Linked DNA regions of Mus musculus: regions 2 and 3 are each linked to region 1. The links are chromatin contacts, called in public HiCAR-type and promoter capture Hi-C maps. All regions are on one chromosome and are shown on one strand. Each heading gives the region's core, a stretch centred on a gene start, on an enhancer-like site or on the middle of the called end of the contact. The rest is flanking DNA. Distances are from core to core; before and after follow the strand shown. Region 1 holds the start of Ufsp1 (UFM1-specific peptidase 1). Region 2 holds the start of Alkbh4 (alkB homolog 4, lysine demethylase). Region 3 holds the start of Dtx2 (deltex 2, E3 ubiquitin ligase).

Region 1 (4,605 bases), core at 1,151-3,650:
CAAATGTATATGAGGCCACCCCAGCACTCTAAAAGACAGCGAGGTAACTGGTATTCAACAGATAAAAGAGATTGCCCTGCAAGCCTATCTCAGTTGAATCCCTGAAACACAGAGAAGTGGCTCTCCACAAAGCTACCCCTGACCTTCAAATCTCTCTCACTCACACACAAACCCACACAGATGATGATGATGATGACGACAGAGAAAGGCAGTAGAGGTTTGGGGGTGTAGCTCAGTTAGTACTTACCTACCTAGCATGCACAAACCCTTGGGTGCATCTGATTTTCGTTTCCCAAAGTAAAAGTAATAATTGTAGAGACAGGACTGCACCTACCTACACAGCTAAAAGCACAATCCTAGAATTTTTATTTTAAAATAGGGTCTCGCTATGTAGCACTGGCTGGTCTGGAAATCTCCATGTTGATCAGGCTGGCTTCAAACTCAGAAAAATTAGCCTGCCTCTGCTTCCCGGGTGCTGGGATTAAAGCCTGTAGTACCGCACCCAGCTAGAAAGACTTTGAAAACAAAGGGAAATGGAGAAAGAGACAGAGATGTCCAGTGGAAAGAAAACTTCCCTAGGTGGTGGAATGGTAGAAGGTACTTAAAATGAGAAGGGAACCTATCCATGTCTGTAAATCCGTACTCTGGGAAACTGAGGCAGAAGCATTGGCAGCACTCATTTCTCTCTCTCTCTCTCTCTCTCTCTCACACACACACACACACACACACACACACACACACACACTCACACGGGGCGAGGGCGGGGGTGGGGGGCTGGCTGGAGTAGGGAGAAGAGAGTTGGGTGTTAAGAGTTGAAGAGGGTCCAGAGTCAGGAAAAGGATCCACGTCTTCATTCCTTATTCCTCTGGGCAGGCTGAGATTTCCCTTTCCTTCCTCAGGGACCCCAATGACCCTCGAGACTCCAAATCTCCACAGTGGCCACCGTACACCACTGCCGCGCAGCAATATGTGAGCCTGAACCTGAAGCCCTTAGAGGTGCGGCGGGGACTGCGCGCCCAGACCTGCGCCTTCTGGAATCGCTTTCTCCCCAAATTGCTCAGCGCCACCGGTAGGCGCATGGAGTGGGGGGAGCAGGGAATGCACAAGGCGGCAAGGGTTGGAAGGAGGGGAGAGAGATGGGGTGCAAAACACAGGGTGTAATCCCTCTCTTCTCCACCTCCCCAGCCACGGAGGCTCCTTGCACCTGCCCAAGCCCCGCCCATGGGGAGGCGGCCCCGAGGCCCGGGCCGGACTTAGCCCTGTCCCTCCTCTTCTTCCTTTTCCTCCTCCACTCCGGGCTTCCGTGGCTCTAACTGCAATCCTTTCCCCTTCTGGTCTCAAAGCACACTTACTCTAGTGTGTAGCTGAGAAGGGGCCCCTCTCAGGGATACAGAACCCCACTCCATTCTCAAGCCGAGACAAAATGGACAGACTCAGGGATCTTTGTTAAACAAAAATTCAAAAAACAGGATTTTTTTTTTTTTAATGTAAAAAATTATCCTTTGGAGCTTGAGCCTGGTGTTGAGGGGAGAAGGATCCGGGGCTAGTTGGCGTCAGCCAAAGGGCCTTATAATCGCCAACTATTTCTGTATCTTCTCTCTTTTCCCCACTAACCCATGAACCCTTCTCCCACTCTGATCCTGTCCCTCCCCTCCGTCTTCCGGTGATTTTTATCTCTTCCTCTCCTTCCTGTTCCACCTCTCCCTTCATTCTCCGGATCATCCACTGTTCTCTTTCCACCACCCCGCTCGGCCTCCGACAATGCGTGTGTGCCGGCGCACTCACGACCGGTCTCCACTACCCGACCTGTTCCGTTTCTCCCACTCTTGCGGGGTGCCCTGGCCGCAGATACTCTGGACGAGGCGGAGCGCCAGTGGAAGGCCGAGTTCCACCGCTGGAGCTCCTACATGGTGCACTGGAAGAACCAGTTCGACCACTATAGCAAGCAGGAGCGCTGCTCAGACCTGTGACCCCTTGGGGGACCCCAGGTCCTGCCGCCCTGCCCGAGCCCCTAGCTGTATATACACTATTTATTTAAGGGCTGGGATATAATACGACCGAGCCCCCAGGCCCTGTCCACTCCTCCCCGACTTCCTCCCACTAGGGGCTCCCCATCTTCTGCATGTCTTGGGCTAAGCTCCCCTCCCCGCGGTGCCTTCGCCCCTCTGGGCCGCCAATAAACTGTTACAGCCACCAGAGTCTGTGCAACACGCGGGAAGTTGGGGCGGGGATGAGGTCAGAGACGCTGGGAACAGAAGCCTCGGGATTGGTGAGCACTGAGGCACCCTGCCCGCAGCATCCGGCGGAAGCAAGCGCTGGGCCCGCCCCTAGGGGCGGAGCCTGCGACTGCGCAGCCAGGCTGGTTTGCCGGCGCCTTTTAGAAGGCTCCTTAATTCGTCTGCCTGTGGAATCATCTCTCCTGCCGCTAGCCTGCTTGCTGAGAGTTCTCCGGTTCTACGTGCCCACACTGCCCGTAGCTAGTCCCAGAAAACACCAGGAACCCGGAATTGGCCCTGCCTCGATGACAGCTGCTCTACCGAGCACCCTGGAGCTGCTGAAGGACGTGCACCTGGGCCTGCCTGTGCCCTGCCATGATCCCGCCCGACTGGCCCTCCTCTCAGGCCACTACCTTTACTATCACTATGGTTGCGATGGACTGGATGACCGTGGCTGGGGATGCGGCTACCGCACCCTGCAGACGCTGTGCTCCTGGCCAGGGGGCCAGTCCTCGGGCGTGCCTGGACTGCCAGCCTTGCAGGGAGCCCTAGAGGCCATGGGCGACAAGCCCCCCGGATTCCGGGGCTCCCGTAACTGGATCGGCTGTGTAGAGGCCAGTCTCTGCCTAGAACACTTCGGAGGACCTCAAGGGCGCCTATGCCACTTGCCCCGCGGAGTAGGGCTTAGGGGAGAAGAGGAGCGGCTTTATTCACACTTTACAACGGGTGGGGGCCCAGTAATGGTAGGAGGAGATGCAGATGCCCAGTCCAAGGCCCTGCTGGGGATCTGTGAGGGGCCAGGTTCAGAAGTCTATGTCTTGATACTGGACCCACACTACTGGGGCACTCCAAAAAACCGTTGTGAACTACAAGCTGCTGGATGGGTGGGCTGGCAAAAGGTAAAAAGCGTCTTTGATTCCAATTCCTTCTACAACTTGTGCTTCACCAGAAATCTCTGAATCACCACGCCCTACCTGCACCGTTGGGTAGATCCCAGAACTGAGACTAAACACAGCCACCTATTTACTTCGCACAGGCCCCCACCGCGATCAAGTTTGGGCCTGGCACAATGATACGGGCAGGTGAATCTGAGTTCAAAGCCAACTTGGTCTACACAGCAAGGCCAAGCTGGAATTAGAGATACTGTTCTGAAAAATAATAAATTGGCGTAATTCAGCTTACTATGGCCCAGCCTGTGTTTGGGAAGGGACATACAGCACACAGTTAACACACACTACCAAAGTGTTTTTACTAGCGGGTAAAATAACGTACAAAAAACTTTTCAGCTGATGGGATAAAGTGGTCACGGGTACTGATGTAGCAATGCAGGAGGGGACATGGATGGCTCAAAAGAAGTCAACATCATCCGGGGCATCCAGGTCCCGATACTCCACTATGGCCCTTGGGTCTCCTCGAACCATCCTGTGAGATAAAGGAAATGTGAACAGATGTCCCTATAGTCAGAGACGGGGAAAGGCAGCCTGGGCATCGTTCGTGCTCACCTGTTCCGAGGTTTCCCAGGATAACCGCCTTGGCCTCGAAAAGCATCATAGTTCCCACGGCCGGCACCATATGGAGCATGGGGGTATGGAGGCCCTCCTGTTGGGACTGCAGGGCGGACAGCACCAGCTATGACAAAGACCCAGGGTGAACTAAAAACTGACCTCAACCTCAGCCTAAGCTTTGTAGCCGCCTACAGACACCAAACCCCTGCACTGCCTTTCCACACTCACCTCCATAGCCCAAGATGGGAGGCCGGGGCTGACCATATGGCATCAAGCCCTGTGGCGTCTGATGTGGGTAGGGAAGTCCTGGGGTCAGGCCTGGGGGGAGTACAACACGGACAGGAACATGAATTACTGCGGGGGAGGAAAGGGACTGACAAGAATTCTAGGAATAGGGCCTGAAGGTTAGTGGAGCACACTTCTCAAAGTAGAAGAAAGAAGTCAAAGGTATGGCAGCCACCACAGATCGTATCTTACTCTGGGCAGGGCCAGGTGGCTGAGCTGGCTTGATCTCAGGCAAAGCTGGGCGCTTGGCGTCTGTGAGAAAGTTATTGAAGAACGCCACCTCCTTCTTCACCTCCTCGATCTTCTCGGCATGCTTATTGAAGATATGCTTGCGCACAAACTCCGGGCCCTGGGAGGAGCGGATGAGGACGGACAGCATGCTGCAGTCTCTTCCCCACCGAACCCCGCTGGAAGGTAACAGCTTCCTCCAGGCTTTTAGGGGTTTTGCTACCCAAGCCCTCCTCCCAATCTACCCTCACAATTCTTTTCACATCTCAGACCTTGAATTTCTTGCCACTGAGAGGACATAGCCACTTATCCTTGCCCAGTTCCTGCGTGTTGGAGGTGACAAACTTCTCCACTTCCTGCTCTGGGTCTTT
Region 2 (4,798 bases), core at 1,378-3,877, 1.2 Mb before region 1:
ACTCCTCCGGCTCACACAGTAGACTGACTATACCACCTTCTAGAAACTACTCAATATCTAGTAGCTAGACTTGAAATCAGTCTGGTTCAACTGAACATGGTGGTGATACCAACACTTGGGGGGCTGAGGCAGAAGAGTCCTAGGCCACCTGGGCTATATAAGCAAGAAAGAGCATGTGCCAAAAACCAGCTCACTGTGAGTCTAGCTTCGCTGGTGTCCTGCTGTGCTTGCTGCATACCTTGGAGACAGGGTCTCCAAACACAGAAAGAAAGGAACAAAAAAAACAGACTCACCACCTCAGACCTGAGGCTGTCTGGGCAAGAATCTCTGTTACACAGCTCCAAAACTCCACTTCTGTCCCACTCAGTACCCAATTGCTATGACCAAGGACCCCACCCCCACGCCATCATCCTTACCCTGTCCATCAGCTCCCGATCTAGATTCTCCACCTGTGAGCAGGTGGAGGCCGTGTCCTTGCCATTCACCTTACGAAGCTTGGGCAGGAGAAAGGAGACTTTGAGGTTGTCACTGACCTAACGGAAGAAGAGATAACAGAAAGCCAGGAAGGAGTAAGGACGCATGCCTGGAATCTCAACGTTTGGGAGAGTACGGTAGGGACGTTTCAAGTTTGATGTTGGTCTGGGTTACAGAGCAAGACTCTTTGCCTCAAACAAGCAAAACAACAAAAACCCAAACGGAGTGGGTATGTAGCTCAGGGGGCAGACTGCCTGCTTAGCAAGCACAAAGCCCAGAGTTTGGTCCCCAGCACCGCATAACTGGGCTTTGTGGAACATGGTCAGAACTCAGGAGGTCAGAGGCAGGAGGAGCAGAAATTTAAGGCTATTTGCGGACCCACAGTTAATTTGAAACCAGCCTGTGCTACATCGGACCCAGTCTCAAAACAAAACGGAAACGGGGGGGGGGGGGGCGGGGGGGGGAATGGAGCCTGAGTCTGCCCCACAGAGTCCTGGTCCCTCTCACCGTCAGGAAGGGGTTGCCTTCCAGATTGAGCTCCTCAAGTTCTGGGAACTGGTGCAAGGCAGTGACATCCCCGAGCTGGTTGTTGGTACAGCGAAGGATGCGCAGATGGGACAGGCCCAGGTTAGCAGGCAGCGTCTCCAGCAAGTTGTTAGAGAGGTCAAGTTCCCTCAGCTTCTTCAGGCGCCCCAGGAGATTGGGATCCAAGTGCTCTGAGAGCAGCTGCAGCCCCGACAGACTGGGGTGAGGGCAGAGAGCAAGAGAGCTGAGGGAGCGGGCCAGACCCTCCCATTAATTACCCCATCTGTCCCAGAGGGATTTCCACCAACAAAGTTCTTGTGCAAGCATGAAGCTTGCTTTAGACTTGGCTAGCCTGAACTATGTAGACTAGGTTGGCCGCAAAACTCAAGAGATCCCATCCTACACAACTCATTGCGTAGTCCAGGAAAGCCTTGAACTTAACTCTCCTCCCCCTACCCACGTGCTGAGATGACAGGCATGTGCCACCCCTTGGGAGCTGTTCAGGTGTTGATAGGGATGGAACCCTAGGGATACTCAGGCTCTGTGCATGTCTAGTAAGCAATGTAGCAACTGAGCTATGCCAACTGTTCTAGCCTTCTCACTTCCTAACTTACCTTTCTATGTATTACAGAGTGTCTATGTATCTGTGTGTGGTGTGTGGATAGGAATGGGCACAATCAAAGCGTGATTAAGGGGGTCATGGTTTTAGGGAGCTGCTTTGCTCCACTGTCTGGGCCCAAGGGATTGAATTCAGGCTTGATGACAGACAGGCACCTTTATCTGCAGATCATTTCTGTGGCCCATCTTCCCTCCCTTAAAGAGTACTTTGTTGCCGGGCAGTGGTGGCACACGCACGCCTTTAATCCCAGCACTTGTGAGGCAGAGGCAGGTGGATTTCTGAGTTCGAAGCCAGCCTGGTCTACAGAGTGAGTTCCAGGACAGCCAGGGCTACACAGAGAAACCCTGTCTCAAAAACAAACAGGCAAGCAAACAAACAAAACAAAATGACTTTAGAGCCCAAGACTTCCAAGTTCCTTCTTGTTTTTACTAGTTCCTGCTAGCCCGTTCCGTGCTACACAGGATCCCTCAACATCCCTTAGTATCTCATCAGTCTTTCCACTCCGCGCAAGGCTAAGGGCGTTCGCTCCAAGTTTATCTGACGCCGGGCGTTGGCTGCCAATCTCCCACATCTCCGTTTGGCGCGAGATTCGACTGGGGCTCGAATCCCGGATAACAGAATAACCCGGGCAGGAGGAGGAGACGGAGGGGTCTGAGCCTTGCATTCCGCCCATCAAACCACCCTGGCGGGGAAGAACCCCACGCCCCGGATCCGCTTCAACCCCACATGCTCTTACTTCAAACTCTGAATCTTCCCCAGCTTATCCGTCTTGGGTCGCCCACGTTGCAGGAGCAGTTGCGGCGTGAGAGGAGCCATGGGTGGCCGAGGGCTCAACCGAACCCGCGCCTCCACGAAGTCCGGTCGCTAAGGCCCGCTGCCGGGGAGCCCAGGAGGTGGCGCACAACAAACCCTTTGCGAGTCCGTTGCGACCGGAAGGAAGTAGAACGCCAGCCTTACGCCCCACCTCCTGCTTCTGCGATGACTACAACTCCCAGCGGCCCCTGCGTCTCGCGCCTGCGCTCTTAACTGATCGGAGGACGCGATGGCGGCGGCGGCTGAAGTTTCTCTTTTGCAGGAGTGCGGCTGTAAGGGCATCCGGACCTGTCTTATCTGCGAGAGACAACGCCACAGGGACCCGCCCTGGCAGATCTGCCTTCAGGTACGGACTAGGAAAAGAGTCATAGCCAGAAAATCTATTCATCTTAATGGGAAACTAAGGCCCAGCTTGCCTGTAAAACAGCCAAGGACCAAAGCCTCGCGGTAGGTGAGTTGTTTGGAGCGCTTATATCTTCAATATTCACAAAACCCAAAAGGTGGACCAAGTGCCATCGGCTGATTAATGGAAGGGCGGGGAAATGCTGGTGCACGCCGAGATCTCTGCATTTGAAAGGCAGAGAGGCTGGAGAACGGACCTCAGCCGCCCAGCAGGTTTTAGGAGTTACCTTGGCAGTAGGGAAGCGGCTGTCACACATCATCTCTGTGACTTTGGGGGGTGAGGGGTGGGGGTGGGGGGCAGTGGTAAATAACTTGGACTGAACGGGTCTGGTTTTGAGTGAGCTTCCGGAGCACAAGGGAGACTGCATGGAAATGGTAGGGAGTGCTGAACACTAGGCCGCCTGTATTAGACAGGGAATGAGCGACTTAAGACAGCACAGGCAGCCGGGCAGTGGTGGCGCATGCCTTTAATCCCAGCACTCGGGAGACAAGAGGCAGGTGGAATTCCGAGTTCGAGGCCAGCCTGGTCTACAGAGTGAGTTCCAGGACAGCCAGGACTACACTACAGAGAAACCTGTCTCCAAAACAGGCTTTGATTTGGGGGAAATTTTTTTGGGAAAACAAACCTGTATGAATCAGCTTTACAGCCGGGCAGTGGTGGTGCATGCCATTAGACTTAGCACTTGGGATGCAGAGGCAGGCAGATCTCTGTGAGTCCCAGGCTAGCCTGATCTACATAGGGAGTTCCAGGAAAGCCCATCTTGAAAAACAAAAACAAATCTGTCTTACAAGATACTAATAGGATCAGGAGTCAGGTAGGCCAGGAAGAATGTTAAAATGTTTCCCTTCTAGCTCTCTGTTGACCAGGCTAACACCTTCCATCAAAATGGGCAATGGATGGATGAATGAATGAATGAATGAATGAAAAATAACTTCAGAGCATTTGTATGGCCCTGGCAGTGCTGTAGCAAGTTGCTGGGATGCATAGCCAGGGGAATGCTTGAGTAGAGGCCTGAGATAGGAGCTGTGGGTGGCTGAGGCGACAGACACTTAAAGAGATCAAAGGGGCCTGAGCCAAGTTTTTTGTTTTAGTTATTTTCTTTAGTTAGAGGCCCCAGGGCGCCCCCTCCATAAGCTAAGATTGCAAGCATATGTCACTATGTCTGGATCATGGCAGCATTCAGAGTGACCAAACACCCAAGTGTTTATTATATCAACTGGTGAACTGAAGAGTGGGCAGTGTTGGTGCTGGCTTGAGGGAGGTCAAAGATATCTACATAGCAAGTTTCAAACCAGACTAAATAAAAGCCTGTCTCGACAGGAAAGAAAGAGGCAAACCATAAACTAATAAGAGATTTTTAAAAATCTCGGATATCCATGCAGTAGATATAACCTTAGAAAGGAAGGAAATTCTGACGCGAGTTCCATATGGATTCACCTTGAAGATGTGCTGCTAAAAGAAGGAAGCCAGTCTCTAGCTGGAGGCGTGGTCTGGAGATAGTGCACCTGCCTAGCACCGCCCAGGCTGGAGAGATGGCTCTACACTTAAGAACACTGACTGCTTCGGGCGTGCTGGCGCAGGCCTTTAATCCCAGCACTCGGGAGGCAGAGGCAGGCGGATTTCTGAGTTCGAGGCCAGCCTGGTCTACAGAGTGAGTTCCAGGACAGCCAGGGCTACACAGAAAAACCCTGTCTCAGAAAAAAAAAACCAAAGACCTAAGTTTGCCTCCCAACACCCAAGTCACTGGCGCCCTCTTCTGGCCTTGGAGGGCACATGTGCATGCCACACACAGATTCAAACATAGAAAGAAAGAACTGCCCTAGTGAGGGGCTTGGGATGGACCTCTGTGGTAGAGTGCTTACCTAACATGCTAAGGCCTGGCTCATGTAGCCCAGGCTGGCCTTATTCACTATATAGTGAAAGATGACCATGAACTCTTAATGGTCCTGAAGACCAGGATTACA
Region 3 (4,945 bases), core at 1,582-4,081, 1.3 Mb before region 1:
AAATGAGAGGCATTAAAAGATAGAAAATTGAGCCAGGCAGTGGTGGCACACGCCTTTAATCCCAGCACTCGGGAGGCAGACACAGGCAGATCTCTGAGTTCGAGGCCAGCCTGGTCTACAGAGAGTTCCAGGACAGCCAGGGCTACACAGAGAAACTCTGTCTCGAACCGCCCCCCCCCCCAAAAAAAAGATGGAAAATTATAAAGACAGTGAAAATGTCAAAAGTCTTGTTTAAGCCTCAAAATCATATATACATATAAGTAACATTATACAGACTGTGTAGGTTGTATAACTATATACATAGCTATATGCAAATATGTAAATATATAAATATATATTTTATAATCTAAATTATAAAGGCCATAAATTTGAGAAGAGGGAAGGAAAAGGTGCTTGGGAAGAGTAGAAGGGAAGAAACAAAGGCAGGGGAAATTCTCTGGTTATATTTTAGTTTCAAAAAGTGAAAAATTAAAAAAAATTGTTTAATTTATTTTCTTAGGTATTAGAAAAATGGGCTAGAGGTGTGGCCTAGAGGTACCATCAAAGTAGTGAAAAGCCAGCTCATGGGGCAGAAAGCAATTGCATTCTTTTTTTTTAATTAAAATATTTTATTTATTTATTATATGTAAGTACATTCAGACACTCCAGAAGAGGGCATCAGATTTTGTTACAGATGGTTGGGAGCCACCATGTGGTTGCTGGGATTTGAAGTCAGGACCTTTGGAAGAACAGTCGGAGCTCTTAACCCCTGAGCCATCTCACCAGCCCAGCAATTGCATGCTTACTGAAGACGGGGTGGGTGTTTTCTCCATTTTTAAAAGATATTTGTCTGGGACGTGAATTCAGTTGACTTAAGGCAGATTTAGAAGAAAAACCACAGTTTTAATTGTGTGCTTGTGTGAACAATTTAAAATAAGAGGCTAGAGGGGTGAAGTAAACTGGGATACATTGTGAGGTCAAGGCCAGCCTGGCTACATAGGGAACAGTTGTCTCAAAAAAAAAAAAAGTGATTGCTTACACTTAAATATTGAAGATGAATTAAGTATGGACACAAGAGCATCAAAATGGCTTGCTCAGCAGGTGGAGACACTTGTCACCGAGTCTCATGCCTTAGGTTTGATCCCAGGACTCACGTGGTAGAAGCAGAGACCTGAAGGACACATTCTCTGTCATCTATATGAATGCTGTGGCATGACCCATCCCTGTACAAAAAAAAAAAAATGAGAATAATAAAAAATAGGAGTCCTTATTTGTAAGTTCATGGATGCAAAATGGAAATCAGCAGACAGGAGTCCATTTAAGGCTAGGAGGGCTGGGGATATGCCTGAGTCAGCAGAGAGCTTGCTTAGTGTGCAGGAAGCCCTGGGTAACCCCCCCCCCCCCCCCCCCCGCTCCCCCTGCCTGGTCCTCCTCTATAGCTGGGAACAACAGTACACACCTGCAATCTCAGAAGGTGAGACAGGGGGATTAGTAGTTGCAGGCCATCTCTGAAGCCAGGTGCTAAGACACCCTGTCTCCAAAACAAATAAACAAAAAATCCCCCTACTTCCACTAGGAGGGACTTATGTAGAGCTTTTGGGGACAGACACGTTTTCTTTGGGCTGTGAAGTCATTAAGATCTTTCTGGCTGTATAGATTATACGTGGGTCCTTGGTGGCTACCATCGGCACTAGGAAATGCCAGGTGCCATCCATTCATCAGAAATAATGAGCAAAGCAGCTGTGTCTTATCAGACTGTCCCTCTGCAGTGTCAGATGGAGACCAATTAGCAGAGGCAGGAAGCAACACAATTCTGCCTTTCCAAGCAAAACAGTAGCAAGCACCCCTGCTCCTCAGTGACACTGCTGAGGCCAGGCCTCCTTGACTTCTCTAGCTGTGTTCATCTTTTCTGCTTGGTGAGCCGGGAGCAGGTTCTGGGAATGGAACAGGCTCTGTGAAGTGGAATTTTAAGGACTTCTTTTGCAAATCCAGGGTCTTCTGCCTACTCGATAGATAAGTGCTCTACCACTGAGCCAGGCCAACTTAAGCCAAGGTTTAACTTTTTTTTTTGTTTTTTGTTTTTTGTTTGTTTGTTTGTTTTTCGAGACAGGGTTTCTCTGTGTAGCCCTGGCTGTCCTGGAACTCACTTTGTAGACCAGGCTGGCCTCGAACTCAGAAATCTGCCTGCCTCTGCCTCCTGAGTGCTGGGATTAAAGGCATGCGCCACCACGCCCGGCTTAACATTTTTTAATAGATTCTTTTCTTATTTAAAAATTTTAAATCTATGTTTTTAAAGACTGTGCTTGTAAGCTCAGCAATTAGGAAGCAGAGGCAGGAGGTTCAAGAGTTTAAGAGCAGCCTAGGCTTACATCACAAATTCAAAGCCACTCCGAGGTACATGAGATCCTGGACCCCTTCCACCCCTACAAGTGGACTCTTATAGCTGGGGATTAATTAGTAGTAGAACACTTGTCTACTGTGCTTGCATTAACTTTGATCCTCAACACCACAAAAGGAAAAATCAGGGTTGGCGATAGGGCTCAGAGGGTAAAGGCATTTGCTGACAAGCCTGACACCTTGAGTTCGATCCGTGGAACCCACGTGAAGGTGGACACGGAGAACGGACTCCTAAAGTTGTTCTTTGACCTCTGTAAGTACACCCCCCTCCAGAATATACACACATAATAAAAAGAAATATAAAAATTATTAAAAATCAAATGCATCAGTGATTAGCGAGGGAGTAAGTCAGTAGGAGAAAGAGAAGGCTGGGTACATTTATATCTGCTGGTGTGCTTTGGTTCAGCCCACTCAGCTTCATCAGAACTACATTTCCCAGAAGGCACTGCGTGAGGTGGACATGCGCAGCGCGGTGCTTGGAGGCTGCGACGCCGAGTTTCACTCCGGCTGCCTCCGGCTCGGAGTCGGAGACATACTCGAGGGTTCTTCCCAGGCCGAGCCGGAGCTGAGCCCGGAGGTCGGCGGTCCTCTCAACCTGTTCCTTCTGCTTCCCTCAGACTCGGTGAGCGGGACGGGCGGGCCACCTGCTGGCGCCCAGCCTGGGGTCCCGAGGGTGGGTGGGTGGGTTGAGGAGAGGGGGCTATTGAGCCAAGCTGAGACCGGAAGGGGGCGGTCGTGCGAGGAGGGAGGGCCGTGCCGGCGGGATGGGTGAGTCCTGGGGGCGTTGGGAGCCCTGGGCACCTCGGTACCAGGGTCCTGGAGGCGGGAAGTCGCAGTTGGGACGCTCTGAGCGTTGGGGACTGGGCTGGGTGTGGTAAGAGCCCTATTTTTTGCAGAGACAGGGGTCGCATCCCTGGCAGTTTGAGTCCTACAGGACCTGGAAGAGCAGTGAGGCTATTGCTACCCTGGCTCCCTGAGGGGTCAGTTTCAGTCCTGGAGCGTTTGTGTGTGTGTGGGGGCGTTACATCCAGGCGATAGGGATCCACCACTGTCTGAGAGAGTTGGACTTTGGAGGCGTTTGCCTTTCCATTCTCGGTCTGTGTCAGACTGGGTCTCTGGGGCACTTTGGGGTGTCTCTGTTTTGAAGCTCCGCTTTTCATCCTATCCCTCACACAGCTGCAGGGTTGCCCGCGTTAGCTTTGCCTCCACAGTGGCATGAATGGGAATGTGTTCACAGGCAAGACCTTTAATGAACTCTCTTTTCTCCGTGCCGTCTTAGCCCCTTTAAAATTCTAGAGAGCCCAGCAATGTGTTGCACATTTATAATCCCAGTATTTGGGAGACAAAGGTTTGCGGGTAGCTAAAGCTTGCCTGTGCTTCATCACAAGATACTATATTACATCCCTCTCACTCCCCAAAAGAGTGCTAGCCAGGTGTGGTGATTTATGACTGTAATTTCAGCACTTGTGAGGCAGAAGCTGGAGACTCAGGAGTTCCAGTCCAGCCCTAAGCTATATACTGTGGCCCCTGCTTAAAACAAAACAAAACAAAAAAACCCCCAACAACCCAAAAGTAACAGTTCTGTGATGTAGAGTTCCCAGTAGCCACGAGAATCAGGATTGACTTCAGTTGGTCAAGGTGTCAAGTCTCTTTGCTTATTTTCTGTGTGACTTTGGTCAAATTTTTATCCTCTCTGGTGTGTTGATTTCCTTCATGGACCATCCGTGGGACCGGTTTCTGAAGTCCTCACGCAGACTTTTCTGAGAAAGGGTTTAATTGAGTGGGCTGAGAAAGACTGTCCCTAGCTTCTGCTCCCTGCCCAAGCTGTTGGAAAATAAGCCTGGTAATTTCCAGTTGCCAGCCACAGCACACGGGACCCAACATCTGTGCGCTCATTTTCTCTTGCCGATTCTTCACTGAAGACTTAATCATCTTTTTGGCAAAGGTACCTCGGAATCGGTGTGGCTGAGTCAGCAAGGCCTCAGATTTGCCGGGTTCTTGTTTGCTGTTCCTATCAAGATGGGAGCTCAGACAAGTTATTGCTTCTGAGGATCTGGTGCTTTCATCAAGAAGGGACAGTTTGGTGCCAGCTCTTCAGTGAAGAGGAGGTGAGAGCCGCGGGGAAGTTAACCTTGCAGCTTTTGAAATCTGGTGTTCCAAGGAGAAGGTGGGTGTGGACCCTGAAGGGAGATGGCTCAGTCCATACAGTGCTTGCCTGGCGAGCAGGAGGGTCCAGATTTGCTCTCCAGAACCAAGGTAAAAAGCCTGGCATGGTGGCATGTACCTGCACTTTTAATGCTAGGGAGGAGACAGGTGAATCCCTGGGGTTTGCTAGTCAGCCAGCCAGCCACGTATTTGGTGAGTGAGCAAGGTTGATAGCACCTGAGGAACTGCAATCCAGGCTGTCCCCTAGCCTGCGGGAACACCCATGCATCTGTGCACACACACACACACACACACACACGCTTTATGGACGGTGGGATTCTGGGGTTCCAGGAGTGAGATGAGGCCCAGGAGTGGATTGTTGATTGCCAGATGTTGCAAATAAATTCACGTGGCCCCTTGCCAG

The links. Promoter capture Hi-C pulls out the DNA fragments that hold promoters and counts their contacts. HiCAR-type assays count read pairs that join an accessible place to other places.
Region 2: a contact with region 1 is called in a promoter capture Hi-C map of liver, with 6 times the contacts expected there. The contact joins the promoter of Alkbh4 here to the promoter of Ufsp1 in region 1. A contact is called at or near these places in 3 of 39 promoter capture datasets (cranial neural crest, liver and pre-B cells), 2 of 484 Hi-C or Micro-C datasets (both in embryonic stem cells), 3 of 115 datasets of contacts at active chromatin or transcription factors (embryonic forebrain, embryonic stem cells and large pre-B cells) and 2 of 9 other capture datasets (liver and pancreatic islet).
Region 3: a HiCAR-type map of astrocytes shows a contact between it and region 1, with 2.9 times the contacts expected there. The contact joins the promoter of Dtx2 here to the promoter of Ufsp1 in region 1. A contact is called at or near these places in 2 of 39 promoter capture datasets (liver and pre-B cells) and 1 of 115 datasets of contacts at active chromatin or transcription factors (astrocytes).

Annotation. Positions count from the first base shown.
Region 1 is chr5:137,292,269-137,296,873 of GRCm38.p6, forward strand. Ufsp1 (UFM1-specific peptidase 1) reads left to right here and starts at 2,401. Exons shown (of 1, transcript NM_027356.2): 1 at 2,401-3,396. The coding sequence starts at 2,522. The coding sequence ends at 3,175. Ache (acetylcholinesterase) reads left to right here. Exons shown (of 5, transcript NM_009599.4): 4 at 900-1,069; 5 at 1,849-2,198. The coding sequence ends at 1,970. It overlaps Srrt (serrate RNA effector molecule homolog (Arabidopsis)), which reads right to left. Exons shown (of 20, transcript NM_031405.2): 16 at 4,507-4,605; 17 at 4,199-4,355; 18 at 3,950-4,051; 19 at 3,719-3,845; 20 at 3,436-3,638. The coding sequence ends at 3,563. Mir8116 (microRNA 8116) reads left to right here and starts at 1,512; the gene lies at 1,512-1,608. It also overlaps Mir7036.
Region 2 is chr5:136,133,518-136,138,315 of GRCm38.p6, forward strand. It overlaps Alkbh4 (alkB homolog 4, lysine demethylase), which reads left to right and starts at 2,628. Exons shown (of 3, transcript NM_001347492.1): 1 at 2,628-2,777. The coding sequence starts at 2,661. Lrwd1 (leucine-rich repeats and WD repeat domain containing 1) reads right to left here and starts at 2,557. Exons shown (of 15, transcript NM_027891.4): 1 at 2,355-2,557; 2 at 982-1,216; 3 at 417-533. The coding sequence starts at 2,434.
Region 3 is chr5:135,991,969-135,996,913 of GRCm38.p6, forward strand. Dtx2 (deltex 2, E3 ubiquitin ligase) reads left to right here and starts at 2,832. Exons shown (of 11, transcript NM_001256096.1): 1 at 2,832-2,998; 2 at 4,322-4,484.